Regions from separate parts of the Gossypium raimondii genome. Here region 1 is linked to region 2. The links are chromatin contacts, called in public Hi-C maps. All regions are on one chromosome and are shown on one strand. The core of a region is the stretch at or near the end of the contact, and the rest is flanking DNA. Distances in the headings are between cores, read along the strand shown.

Region 1 (6,440 bases), core at 1,848-4,347, 130 kb after region 2:
TTGTCATTGTTGAATTGAATGATTAAGCCAAATACAGTTTGACGATTTCTTTGATGATAATAATGTGAAAGTAACCTCGCCAACCGTGTGGAATGATGTCCCAAGCCATCCCTCACTACGCGATGACCCTTTTCAATTTTTATAATCATAAATTCATAATTCCGTATACTGAAAATCTCGTTTCATCCACCATCTATAATTTATGTTAAATGCTTTTTTAATAATTTTAGTTATCAGTCAGTTAGAATCTTTATTAGTTTTTATATTTTTTCAACTTAAATTTATTATGTTAAATTCTTTTATTTTTAAAATTTTACACCATAAATATATTATAATATATATAATGTGATATCAACTTATTATTTTTATACAAAATTCTCAAAAAATTCATATTATTTTAATTAATGGATTTAATACTCGCTTTTGAGTTGGGACTAAAATTTTAATATTGAGAAGATGTGTTAAAAATAATGAAAATATAGAAGATAAACTAAATTTACAACTTATATTTTTTTAGGTAAAAAAGAGACAGCACTAGACGATTACAACAACTAATTCATAAATTAAAGGATCTAGGCCCATTACGATTTTCATGCAACAAATTTCTAACAGAAACTGGTGCAATTGCAAATAAACGGAACAAATAGTCCCCTGTATCAGCATATTTAGCCATGTGGTCCGCAACCCCATTTTGATATCTCGGAATATGTCGGACACAAACCTCCCATCTTCGCCGTAACAAATAATAAAATTTGATTTAACGGAATCAAATTCTACCATTTAAGTCAAAATTAAAATTTCAAAATTTTAAAAACTAAATTTTACCAAATTATACATTATAATAGCAAAATTTAATCAGAAAATTTATTATAATCCTGATTACTTTCTTGCCAAATATTATATATTTTGGATTAAAGAATGGAATGGCACTTAATTCTAGAAAAATCAAAAGGAGTTTAAGCTTGGACCGAATGGAAATATTTTATATAAGCTGGATTTAATGCGAAAAACAAGACTGATTTTTTTTTAATTTTTCTTAAAAATTCTAGATGATGCTCTAAAGCTTATGTATTTGATTGCAAAAGTAGAGGGTCTGCTAGAATTTGTCAGCCCACTTTGTGGGATCACCTCTTACCGCCCTTTTGGTCAAAAAAAAAAAAAACACTAGAAAGCTCTCTCACATTTTTTTTTTCAAAAACAAAAAAAAATCTTTTATAATTGTACTCAACTTTTTGAACAATGTTCTTCAAAGTTGATCCATATTAACAAAAAAAAAAACCCTTAAATTTTATAAGATTATTAAAAAAAAAAAGAGATTTTGTTTGAGTGTACTTTATTGTAAGATTAATTTCCTTTGAGCTGGAATCCTATATAGCCTGGAAATTATGTAAGGTTGATGATACAAATTAAAGTAGAGGAAGAGGAACAAAAATCATATTTAATGGTTAATTTAATTTTTAACTTGGGGTTGGGATTTTAGGACCTAAAAAGCCAGTGGGGCATAATTTAGATATTAAAGCTTGATTAAAGCAAATCAGCATAATTAAATTAAATAAAAATATGAAAATTTTGTAAATAAATATCAATAATTTTATTTAAATATTTCTTAATTTATAACAACTTAGTAAATAAACATGTATTTATTTTTAATTCATTATTTTATTGAAATCCAGATCATTTTCTTATCTATATTGGAAGTTTCTAAAATTCGTATTACGGTAACTGAAATTGAGAATAAAATAATCTACAAATAAATCACATGATTTTTATTACTATAATTACTATTACTATTTCTCTTTTCGATATTTCTTAACATAAAAATACATTCCTCAATCGTTAAATTAAATGATCAGTTAGAGTTTGGGTAATATTTCTCTTATTCTTTTAAGTGCAATAACCTTTAGGTAAACAAAATTATATTGTAAAATTTAGTTCGCGTTCGTAAAAAGAAATTATACATAGGATCAAATGTTGAATATATTACACTACTTTCTTTAATGTATTTAGATGGAAAATAATATTCAAATATTTCTTTATAGACATATAAGGTTATTTAAAAGCATATTTTATTAAATTCTTTTTGTTATAAAAATAAATGTAGTTTTTTTATTATATTTTAATCTCAATTTTCATAAGATTATGTTAAATTATTCTAATTCTTATTTTTATTACAAATTGTTTGCTAATAAGTAAATATATAATGTTGAAAAAATTATAAATTATAAATATAATAATTTATGAAATTTACTGTTAACAAAAAGAGATTTTCTTTTGAGGGTTAGAGGTTTTTAGTTAGAACAAAATTTTATTTGAAAATAAAAAATTAAATTGATCAAAATAATAAAAATAAATAGTAAGTTGATTCAAAATTTAAGTTTACGCCTATTACCTAAAGAATACATGGTAATAAGATTATAGGTATATTATTATATCCTTAAACTATTTAAGAATGTGAAAATAATAGGTTGAGAATCAAAATAACTTAATTTCATTATAGGTTGTAAGCTAATTTAGTGTTTCTATTTTTAAAAATCCAATAAAATTATACATACTCAATATATTAATAAAATTTTAATTTACCATTTAATTAAAACTTTATTTTAATATTTTATCATTTTACTTTTATTATTCATCTATCTGTAGTTGATAAAATATCTAGTATATAGCAGTATAGGTAAATATACTTGTAAATTTTGAAAAAAAAAAAAAAAAGAAGAAAAGAAAAGAAGAGCAAGTTTAAGGAATCCAAAGCTAGAAACAGAAATTCAAGAGTCCATTTCTTTTCTCACACAAAGGACTAGGATGGCAGAGATAAAAAGCATAAATAGTGTCCACGAAAAACAGAGTTAAAAGGAGCAGGAAGAACATGAAGCAGCAGCAACCTGTCCTAAATGGAGCCCACTTTTAACTTTGAGAGTGGTCTCCACCAACCCATTGGTAAGGTTGGTGGGGCCTCCCATTTTCTTTGTCCCAAACAAAACAACACCAGACTGGAGGGACTGTAAGGGTGGGGGCTGCCATAGCTGGCTACCTCTACCCCTTCCATTAATCCATTGGCATCAACCTTAAGCTTAAGCTAAATGAAAATTTATCACTTAAAACAAATATCAGTTTAGTTGTTTAAGATCCCAATAGTTGCTTAATTCTGTCAAAAAAAGAACCAAGGAAAATAAATTCCTTTATTTACTCTGACTCAAACCTTTTTCAATGTTTTTTAGTTTTTATTTTTGTTTTTGTGGAAAATGATTTCTATGGGTTGATTTTCCTCAGGGTTTCAGTCTTCTTTGGCTGTCACTTTCCTATTCAAAACCGCCTTTTATGATTTCCAAGTCTGAAAAAATATAATACCCATTTCTTTAGACTTTCCGATTCTTCTCTCCCTTATTGAAAAACCATTTCAATTTCACTTCTTTTTCATTCTCCATAACTCTTTTTATCTTAAGCTCTTTCGTCTTCTTCTTATCTAACAACTTCTTCTCTTTTTTTTGTTTCTGTTTTGTCCCTTTTCTCCTCTCTGTACATAGCAGAAAACACAGAGCATCATTAATGGCTGCCAACAAATTTGCTACCATGTTGCATAAAAACACTAATAGGATCACTCTTATTCTTGTCTACGTCTTACTAGAATGGATTCTGATCGTTCTCCTCCTTTTGAATTCACTGTTTTCTTATCTGATCATCAAGTTTGCTGATTACTTTGGTCTTAAAAGGCCCTGCCTTTGGTGTTCTAGGCTTGATCATATCTTTGAGCCATCAAAGTACAAATCATATAGAGATCTTGTGTGTGATGATCATGCCAATGAGATTTCTAAATTGGGTTTTTGTTCAAATCATCGGAAACTCTCTGAATCTCGAGATATGTGTGAGGATTGCTTGTCCTCGTCGCCGTCGGAGAATGGTGGTGATGAAGTGATAGAAAACGGCGATGAGGATTTCAAGTGTTCTTGTTGTGGTGTCATGGTGGAGAAAAAGTGGAATCTTCCTTGTTTCATGATTAAACCTTCCTGGGAGGTTTTGGATTATCCCCAGGAAGGAAATTTAATCACTGAAGGTGGAGAAAAAGTTGAGGGTATTAATGCAGATGAGGGTAATGCTTCAGATGGAATCAGATCAGATTTTGTGGCTGATGATCGTAAAGATGAACAGATGATTGAAGAAAACAAGAGAGTTGGCATCATTTCTGATGGTGAAGGTATTGAACCAAGGGAAGTGGAAAAAGAGGAGTTTTCATATTTTGTTTCTAGTTTTGATTGCAACCAAGTGGCTGCTAATGGAGATGAAGACGATGTGGTTATAGAGAAAGATCAATCATCAGTGGATGAAGGAGACTTAACTGTGTCAATGGCTGACCAGGGGTTAACTCAAGTCACTTGTGCCAAAGAGGAGTCTCCTGAAATTCTGAACAAGCATCTGGAGTTTTATATCGGGGGGGATGACTGCCATTTGATTCCAGTTGAATTGATGGATTCTACTGCTATGAGAAGCCAAAAAATATACGAGTTCACAGAGGAAGATGAAGATGTTGCTGGTACTGGAGATGTTATTTTGGACTTTGATTCCCAGCAACCTGGGACACGAGTGGAGTTGGTTGTGCAGAATGGTTGCAGTTCAGCGGAGAAAGTGACACCCCTTTCACCCCATGTGAGTGAAGAGGAAACCATTGATGCAGTGGATGAACCAATGGAGCCTAATGGCAAGGAGGGCTTTTCAACTCCTGCAGTGGAGCTAGATTTGATGGAGAAGGAAGATGATCAACATGTTGCTACCACTCAAGCAAATATGCCCTCCTTGAATGAAGCTGATGATGTTCAACCAAATGCCACAACAAGAGAAGAGGAAATCGATTTAGATGTTAATCAAGGTACTTGCTTAATCCAATTTGATATAAATTTTTACCAAATGCCTATTATTGAACTATTAAAGACTAAAGTTTTTTGCAATTTCTTCAGCAATATCAATAGGGACAGATGTTGTGCAATTTAATGAAACAATTGAAGATATTCAAATACAACATTTATATGAATGCACACAAGGAGATCCCTCAACCAGTTCTGAATTACATGCAGATGCTGATCGTGGTAAACCTTAATTCCAAATTTAAAATGTCTTTTAATTTAAGAATTTGTTTATTGAGGTGTTGTTAATCTTGGATTCCTTTACATTAGGCTCCAAGGATGTTGAGGAAGAAACAATGCAGCAGCTTAAAACTGCAACATTTGAGAGTGAGACTAGTGACCAACCAATGAAAAACCATATATCATTATCTTCAGAGCTTAATGATATTGAGGAAGATAAAGTTCCGGATACACCGACTTCCATCGACAGTCTCCATCTGTTGCACAAGAAATTGTTATTGCTTGACAGAAAAGAATCCGGAACCGAAGATTCCTTGGATGGAATTGTTTTCAGTGACATTGAGGGTGGTGATGGGGTACTGACTGTTGACAAGTTGAAATCAGCATTAAAAGCTGAAAGGAAAGCTTTAAATGCATTGTATAGCGAGCTTGAGGAAGAGAGGAGTGCTTCTGCGGTGGCTGCAAATCAGACAATGGCAATGATAAATAGGCTTCAAGAAGAGAAAGCAGCAATGCAGATGGAAGCGGTGCAGTACCAGAGGATGATGGAAGAACAGTCCGAGTATGACCAGGAAGCCTTGCAGATTCTGAATGAGCTTATGGTTAAGAGGGAGAAAGAGAAGGCAGAGCTCGAAAAGGAACTTGAGATATATCGCAAAAAGGTGCAGGATCATGAGGCCAAAGAGAGAATGATGATGCTGAGAAGAAGGAAAGATGACAGCATTCGAAGTGCAAGTTCTGCGTCTTGCAGTAATGCTGAGGACAGTGATGGAGTATCAGTTGATTTGAATCATGAATCAAAGGAAGAAGATAGCTTCGAGAACCATCAAATCCGAGAGGATGTTAACCAGAATACCCCTGCTGATGCAGTTTTGTATTTAGAGGAATCATTGGCTAACTTCGAGGAGGAGAGGCTATCCATTCTTGAGCAACTGAAGGTCTTGGAAGAGCAATTGATTTCATTGAATGATGAAGATATAAAATCAGTTGAGTATTTGTACGAAGAGAATGGTAATGGCTTCCATGAGATTCATAATTTCGGCCATGAAACAAATGGGGTTGCCAATGGTCATTTCAAGGGAGTGAATGGGAAGCATCACCAAGACAAAATAATTCCCATGGCTACAAAGGCAAAGAGACTTCTCCCACTTTTTGATGCTACCGATGCAGAAACTGAAGAAAAGATACTGAATGGACATGAAAACGGCTTCAATTCTGTTGCCTTGCAACATACATTACCTGAACTTGAGAACAAAATGATCACAATAGAGGAAGAAGTGGACCATGTTTATGAAAGATTACAAGCACTTGAGGCAGATAGGGAGTTTCTAAAACATTGTATCAGCTCCTTGAGGAAAGGAGATA
Region 2 (6,400 bases), core at 3,604-6,103:
TCTCTTGTTCATTCTATATTTCTTTTAAGTTTTATAACATATATAATATTTTATAACAAATACATTTTATATACTATTTCTAAAATATTTTTATTATTGTGAATATAAAAATTATTTTTACATTATAATAAAATTAAATTTAATTATAAATTAAATTAAAATTAAAATTTGATTATATTCTGTTCTTGTAATTTTTTTTAACTTGTCAAACACTAAATTATAATTCATTTCGATCTCTCAAAACATTTTGCTCAACTAAAACATCCAGACCAAATGTAATCACCATCCATAAATATTGAAAATGAATGAACACTTCTTCAAAAGAATTAATAATAGATCAACAAGTAATGAATTAGATCTTAAGTTTTCTTTTTGCAAAAAAAGAAAAGAAAAGAAAAAGAAAAGTATTTTATTATCTTTTCTAAAAGTCACTTATTTAGAAAAAGAAAGAATAAATTTTATGTAATAAACTTTAAAAGAATCATAGTTCTTGTATGTTATGCTTTTTTCTCAGAAAAAAATTACTTAACAGACATGTGCATGGTTTGAACTTCTAAAATATTAAACTTGAAAAAAAAAAAAACACCTAGTAACAAAACTATACACCCTTACTTTTGCCAACTAATCCTCCATTAACATGTACCTACAAAAATTATTAACCCATCTATAATATACAAAGAATAAATAGAGCCCAAAATCTGCAGCAAAACTTTTAACTCTGAATTGGGCGCTTCCCATGCCGATCTGATTTCAAGGGGCTTGCAAGAGCTGATGTAGAAGCAGATGCAGAAGCAGTATAAGTATTAAAGGATGATTCAGATGAATGGGAATCCGAAACACCCGATGTTCCAGCAGTGGATGAGAACCCAGGAGGCCTGTGGGATCTTCGGTGTCGAGCACCCGGAGCTCCGGGTCTTGTTGGCTCTTCTAGACTGCCAGGTCTCTTTGACAGCAAAATAACTACACGGCGCATGTCAGGTCGTAATTGCGGATCGCCTTGCGTGCACAGTAACCCTATCTGGATGCACATAGCTACTTGTTCAGGGACTGCTGACGAGGCTAAGACAGGGTCCATGAACTCCAAGCTTTTGCCTTTCTTGTAAAGCTTATATGCCTGCGATCACAAGAACCCCCAGATGCCAGTTACTAATCCATTCTCTCTAAACTTTGACTTTGACTTTTCATTTTTCATAGAGTTAATGTTTGAATCTTCTTGGCAATTAAAGCTTGTCTTTATGTTTATTGGTGAGAACAATATGGATGATGATTCCTATTTCAAACATGAGGCGGGGTCTTTATATACCTAACTTAAAATGAGTCATGAAGATGATGTAAAGGTTAAATAGGCACAATCCGGTTTCCACTAGGAGATCCTTAAAAGTCCACATGACAGCAGACATACACGTTGCAAAAGACCAAATGAGAGATTGGGAAAAGACAACTCTGGTGCACGTGTGATCTTACAAGACACAAACACACAAGAATAGACAACCATGAACATTAAAAAGCTATCTCATTTGAAAGAATAATCTGATCGTAATATTTTTCTTACCCATTCAAGCAGACTATGAGCATCCACATCTAAGTTGAAGGATGAGTTTCTCTGGCCACTTATCAGCTCCAGAACCACAACCCCAAAGCTGAACACATCTGCCTTCACTGAAAGACGTCCATTCATCACATACTCCGGTGCCATATATCCACTGTTACAAAAATTTCATAGATAAAACTCTGTTAAATCAACACTCTGGGACAAAGGAACAGGCATCATGAAATTCCCACAATAACTTGTCATATTATTGATTAAAGAGGATGCTAGATAACATACTTTGTGCCAGCTACACGGGTGTTGACATGTGTTTGATCCTCGGGGAAGAGGCGAGCCATGCCAAAATCAGCAATTTTGGGGACCCATTTATCATCAAGTAATATGTTACCTGCTTTGATATCCCGGTGAATGATGCGATTGTGCGAGTCTTCATGAAGGTAGAGCAAACCCCGTGCAACACCTGAAATTATTTCATACCTCCGCTTCCAATCAAGCTCCATTTTTCTATTTGATTCTGCACGAAAAAGATCACCATAAAAGCCAATTGATTAATTCTATTTCCAACCATGAAAAATCGGTGAAACATCTATCATGTTATTTGTTTATGACCTTTTATTACAATCAACTTAGTTGTTAAAAACTGGTTCCACCAAGAGCCCCCTAGTTTGTGCTATAATTGGCCATCAGATTACCTTCAGTATTAATCCAAATTCATATTGTACAATCGGTCAAATCTAATGAAACAGCTTCGGAGGAAATTAACAAAACCCATTTTAGATTTTAGATAGAATGAAAAATTCTACAAATCTTGGTAGGCATTTATTTGTCTACACTAAGTGCATAACATCTGGAGGTTAGAAACCAACACCGCGAAATCAAGATTTGTACTTTGAGGCTAGAGAAACAATAGACTGTGCTAGAAATAAATAAATTTATATATACGAAATAATAAAACAATAATAGATCCAGCATATGTGCTGAAAAAAGAGAGGTGGAGAAATTAAAGCAGCACCTCAAGGTTAAATCCTTGATGAAATCCACCCACATTTTTTTTCAAATAACTTCACAGGACCTCTTACAAATCAGCCTAATATTCCTTCTCATCATCTTTCCGCTAATATACGAACTGCGTTTTCCAGACATGGATCCTTTTACTAGTTAACGATAAATAATGTGATAATTAATTGTCAGTTTCAACCACACAATCTTGAAATTAAGTTTCACGTAAGAGAGTCTAGAACTAGAAGAAGTATTTTTTATCTCAATATCTAAGATCATATATAAATGCTTTTGCATGTCCATAATGGGTTTAAATTTCAATCATAGTGGACTTAACAATTACAATCAGGCGCAGTCTAGATGTTACGAATAAGTTAAAATTTCAGACACCAGCTTAGAGTTCTCAAATTCAAGTACAAAAATGGGAGGGGTGGTTTTAATGGCATGGGAGAGGATTGATTCATAGTGGTGTAGCCCAAGATCTTCTTTAAAGACAAAGGAATCACTCAATTATACTCCATTCTAGTCATTATAATCTGCCATGAAGCATACTGTGCAAATGGTAGAAGCAAAGAAGTTAGTGCAACTTACTGAAAAGAAGCTTGTCTAGACTCTCATTAGTGACGTACTCATATACCAAAAGCTTTTCTGCTCCATGTACACAGTAACCAAGAAGATTCACAACATTGCGATGCTGAACACGAGCTAGCAACCTAGCCTCATTCTCGAACTCCTTTTTACCCTGTCTTGAGCTATGAGATAGCTTCTTCACTGCAACTTCTCTTCCATCATCTAGTTTCCCCTATAAATTAAGCAAAAGTCCTTAAGGTAGAGAAATTCCTTACTGTCTAGGTTGATGAACAAGAGAAATCATCACTTTGAAACCAGAAAACAAGAGCAACATGATTGTAAAGCTTGCTGAAAGATCTGATAACTAGAAAACCAAGGCAGGCTTATTGAATCGATTGAACTAACAAAAACATTCTAGTTTCTAGTGCAACATCAATTAACAAATTGATATGCTTTGCCTCTTTTTCTTGGCATCTAAAGGGGGAAAACGGCTAAATGGTTTGACAGGGTTAAGGGAACAGATGGTTCGATTTTGATCAAAGCTAATAGTCAGAGATGGGGTCCTAAAGTAGTCTTGGCCTTTTAGGACGAGGCATTTTCGTTATTTGCTGTTCATTATATTGTTCAGCTGCAAAAGTTGAAACTTCGAATACCTAGGAAAGTAGAATCTTTCTTTTTCCTTCAAAAAGAATCTGCGGCAATCCTTTATGTCATATCAATTACATTTTTTATGGAAACAAAAGAACCATTCAATAAATCAAAAGATCAATAAAGTTCAAATTTCTAGGCAACCAAACAAGAGTTTGAGCAGGACGATCTTACCCTGTAGACAGGTCCAAAACCTCCTTCACCCAGCTTCTGATGTGGGTGGAAATCTTTGGTAGCAGCAACTAAAATCTCGAAAGGGAAATGCTTTTGCTCTTGTTGAGCTATTTTCTCCAAGTCATCTCTACTCCGCCTGTCTGATCAAAGATCACCGAAAAATTAATCATCAAAACATGTAGAAAAGCATCAAATTATTTTTCTTTATTCTAAACTTTTCCGCATAAAAAATGGGTTTTTCATTTTACCTTTGCTTGAGATAAACTTAAAAGGTTTGATTAGATTTAGAAAGAAATCCTTCGATTTGGTCATGGAAAGTCAGAAACCTGGTAGAAACTAGATCATGAAATGAAAGAACTTTCTGAACTGAAATAGAAATAAAAAAGAAGAAAGAAATTCTAGGGAAAGATTGGAGCTTGAACAATTGGGAGAGAAAGAGGAAGGCAGAAGATTAGCTCGGGAACTTGAATGTTAAATTTGGCGTACTATATTTTCTAGCTTTTGTTGAAGGAGGAAACAGAGAAATGTATACGGAAACGTAACGTGTTGACTAGCTGGTTGACACTAGACTATTTCTCTCCTCTTTCTTCTGTATTCAATTCATCTGCCCTTTTTTTACCTTCTATAAGCACTGCTTTCACTTGTAATTTGCCACTACTACAAATCAATCACAATATACCTGCCGCTATTGTTCCCGCCAGTAAACATCATTTCGCCCCATTTTTTAAAGATAAGAAAATGAGTCTCTCCCCAAATTTAATTTGCTTCCCCTGAGATTAAACCCTTAGGTTATATAAATTTGTTCGGAATGGATTTCTGCTTCTTTCCTTTTGGTGAGTCAACTCGTTCTCTATCATCTTCTTCGATTTCCAATTCACTATTCAGCAGCCCGTCCGAGTCGCTGCACTGTTCTTGCATGAATTATTTACTGTCATTATTATTATTATAATTTGAAAGATTTAGGGTCGGGTTTTTACATGAATAATAAATAATAATAATTACAGAAACAGGGCATGTAGTAAAATATTTATCTAAATTTATGTGAATACTATTAGCCTTAAAAATAACTCATTATTATTCAATTTCAAGTGAATATATATATATATAATTTTAAGTGGTGCTACCAGCAGCAACACAAAAAAGTATACTTTCTTTTGTATTTCTTCAATATTTATTCGATATTTAAAAAGAAATTCGTATGTTTTTTTTTTGTTTGTTTGTTTAACAATATAATGGCACCACTTAAAATAAATAGTTTTGTTTCACCTAATATGATTGGGTGATGATAAATGCTTTGAGGTTGATCCTAAATTTATTATAAAAACAATATTTACTATTTCTGTAATTTTTTGTATTATCAATGTAAAGAATTCACCATTCTTATATTCAAACAAGACTCAAAGAATATATTATGGACGAAAACTAATTAAAATAAAATCAAACAGGACTTATATAAGATGAAGATCAAGATAAATATCAGCAGTGAATTCCCATTGAATTTGAAATTTCAAAATTTGGAATTGGAAAGTGAATTTTTTCAAATTCATATAGATTTTGGATATTTTGAATAGGCGGTTAAATTGCCTCTAATGTAATTAAGAATAACTTAGTAATGAGGATTAATTAAAGGTTTAAATTCAAAAATTGTCTGTGAGGTGAATTGTAACGAGAATACAAATAAATTTTAAAAATATTAGATTAAAATTTTTATAATAATAAATTTACAAACAAATATTAAAATTATATATGAATTTTGACTTAATTTGTACTGTTGTTATACATAAATTTTGATTAGAATCAATCTTCCTAAATCACTAACACCGTTATCGATGTAACGCCATTTTATTGTTATATGTTGCCTACACATAATTTTTTTTAATATAATGGTTAAAACTACCCAAAACTCTTCCTCATCTGTAACTAAGGGAATAAATTACACTTCAACATACTCGAACTCCCGTCCTCTTGCACCAACAACAATGTTGATGTCAACCGAACTAAAACTCAACCGAGACACAAATAATTGTTTTTATTCAATGTAAAAATAAATGTTGGGGATAAACTCTTGTAAACAACGAACAAAAAAAATAACAAAGAAATTGAACATAAATATTTTACGTGGAAAAATCCCTCGAAAGAAAATAAAAAACCATAGGCAAAGATAATTTCACTAAATTGGCAAAGATGAAGAATACAAAGATGGAAATAAAGACTAAACCCTGAATCCCGAAAATGAACCTCAAAACTTAAACACAAAATTCCCTGTAAACTTGTAAAAGCTAATATCTAAAAGTGTTATGGGTTAAATCTTTCTAAGGTAGAAAAGTGTCTATTTATAGGCTAAATTTTGAGTACAAATTTGACTAAAACATCCCTAAAATAATCAAAGTTTAACCAGAAGAAAAAAACTGAGAAGCTTTGGGAACACGTCGTCACGTTGTGATGTGGTTGCTGCCTCGT

Evidence for each region. A called contact is a pair of places that touch in the nucleus more often than the background predicts.
Region 1: a contact with region 2 is called in a Hi-C map of leaf, with 2.5 times the contacts expected there. The contact joins the promoter of LOC105785682 here to the promoter of LOC105785680 in region 2. A contact is called at or near these places in 2 of 2 Hi-C or Micro-C datasets (both in leaf).

What each region holds. Positions count from the first base shown.
Region 1 is chr1:34,860,691-34,867,130 of ASM2569854v1, forward strand. It overlaps LOC105785682 (myosin-binding protein 2), which reads left to right and starts at 3,098. Exons shown (of 4, transcript XM_012611804.2): 1 at 3,098-4,861; 2 at 4,950-5,078; 3 at 5,166-6,440. The coding sequence starts at 3,547.
Region 2 is chr1:34,727,972-34,734,371 of ASM2569854v1, forward strand. It overlaps LOC105785680 (cysteine-rich receptor-like protein kinase 43), which reads right to left and starts at 4,854. Exons shown (of 6, transcript XM_012611799.2): 1 at 4,189-4,854; 2 at 3,941-4,080; 3 at 3,140-3,350; 4 at 1,829-2,063; 5 at 1,553-1,703; 6 at 530-1,114. The coding sequence starts at 4,252. The coding sequence ends at 713.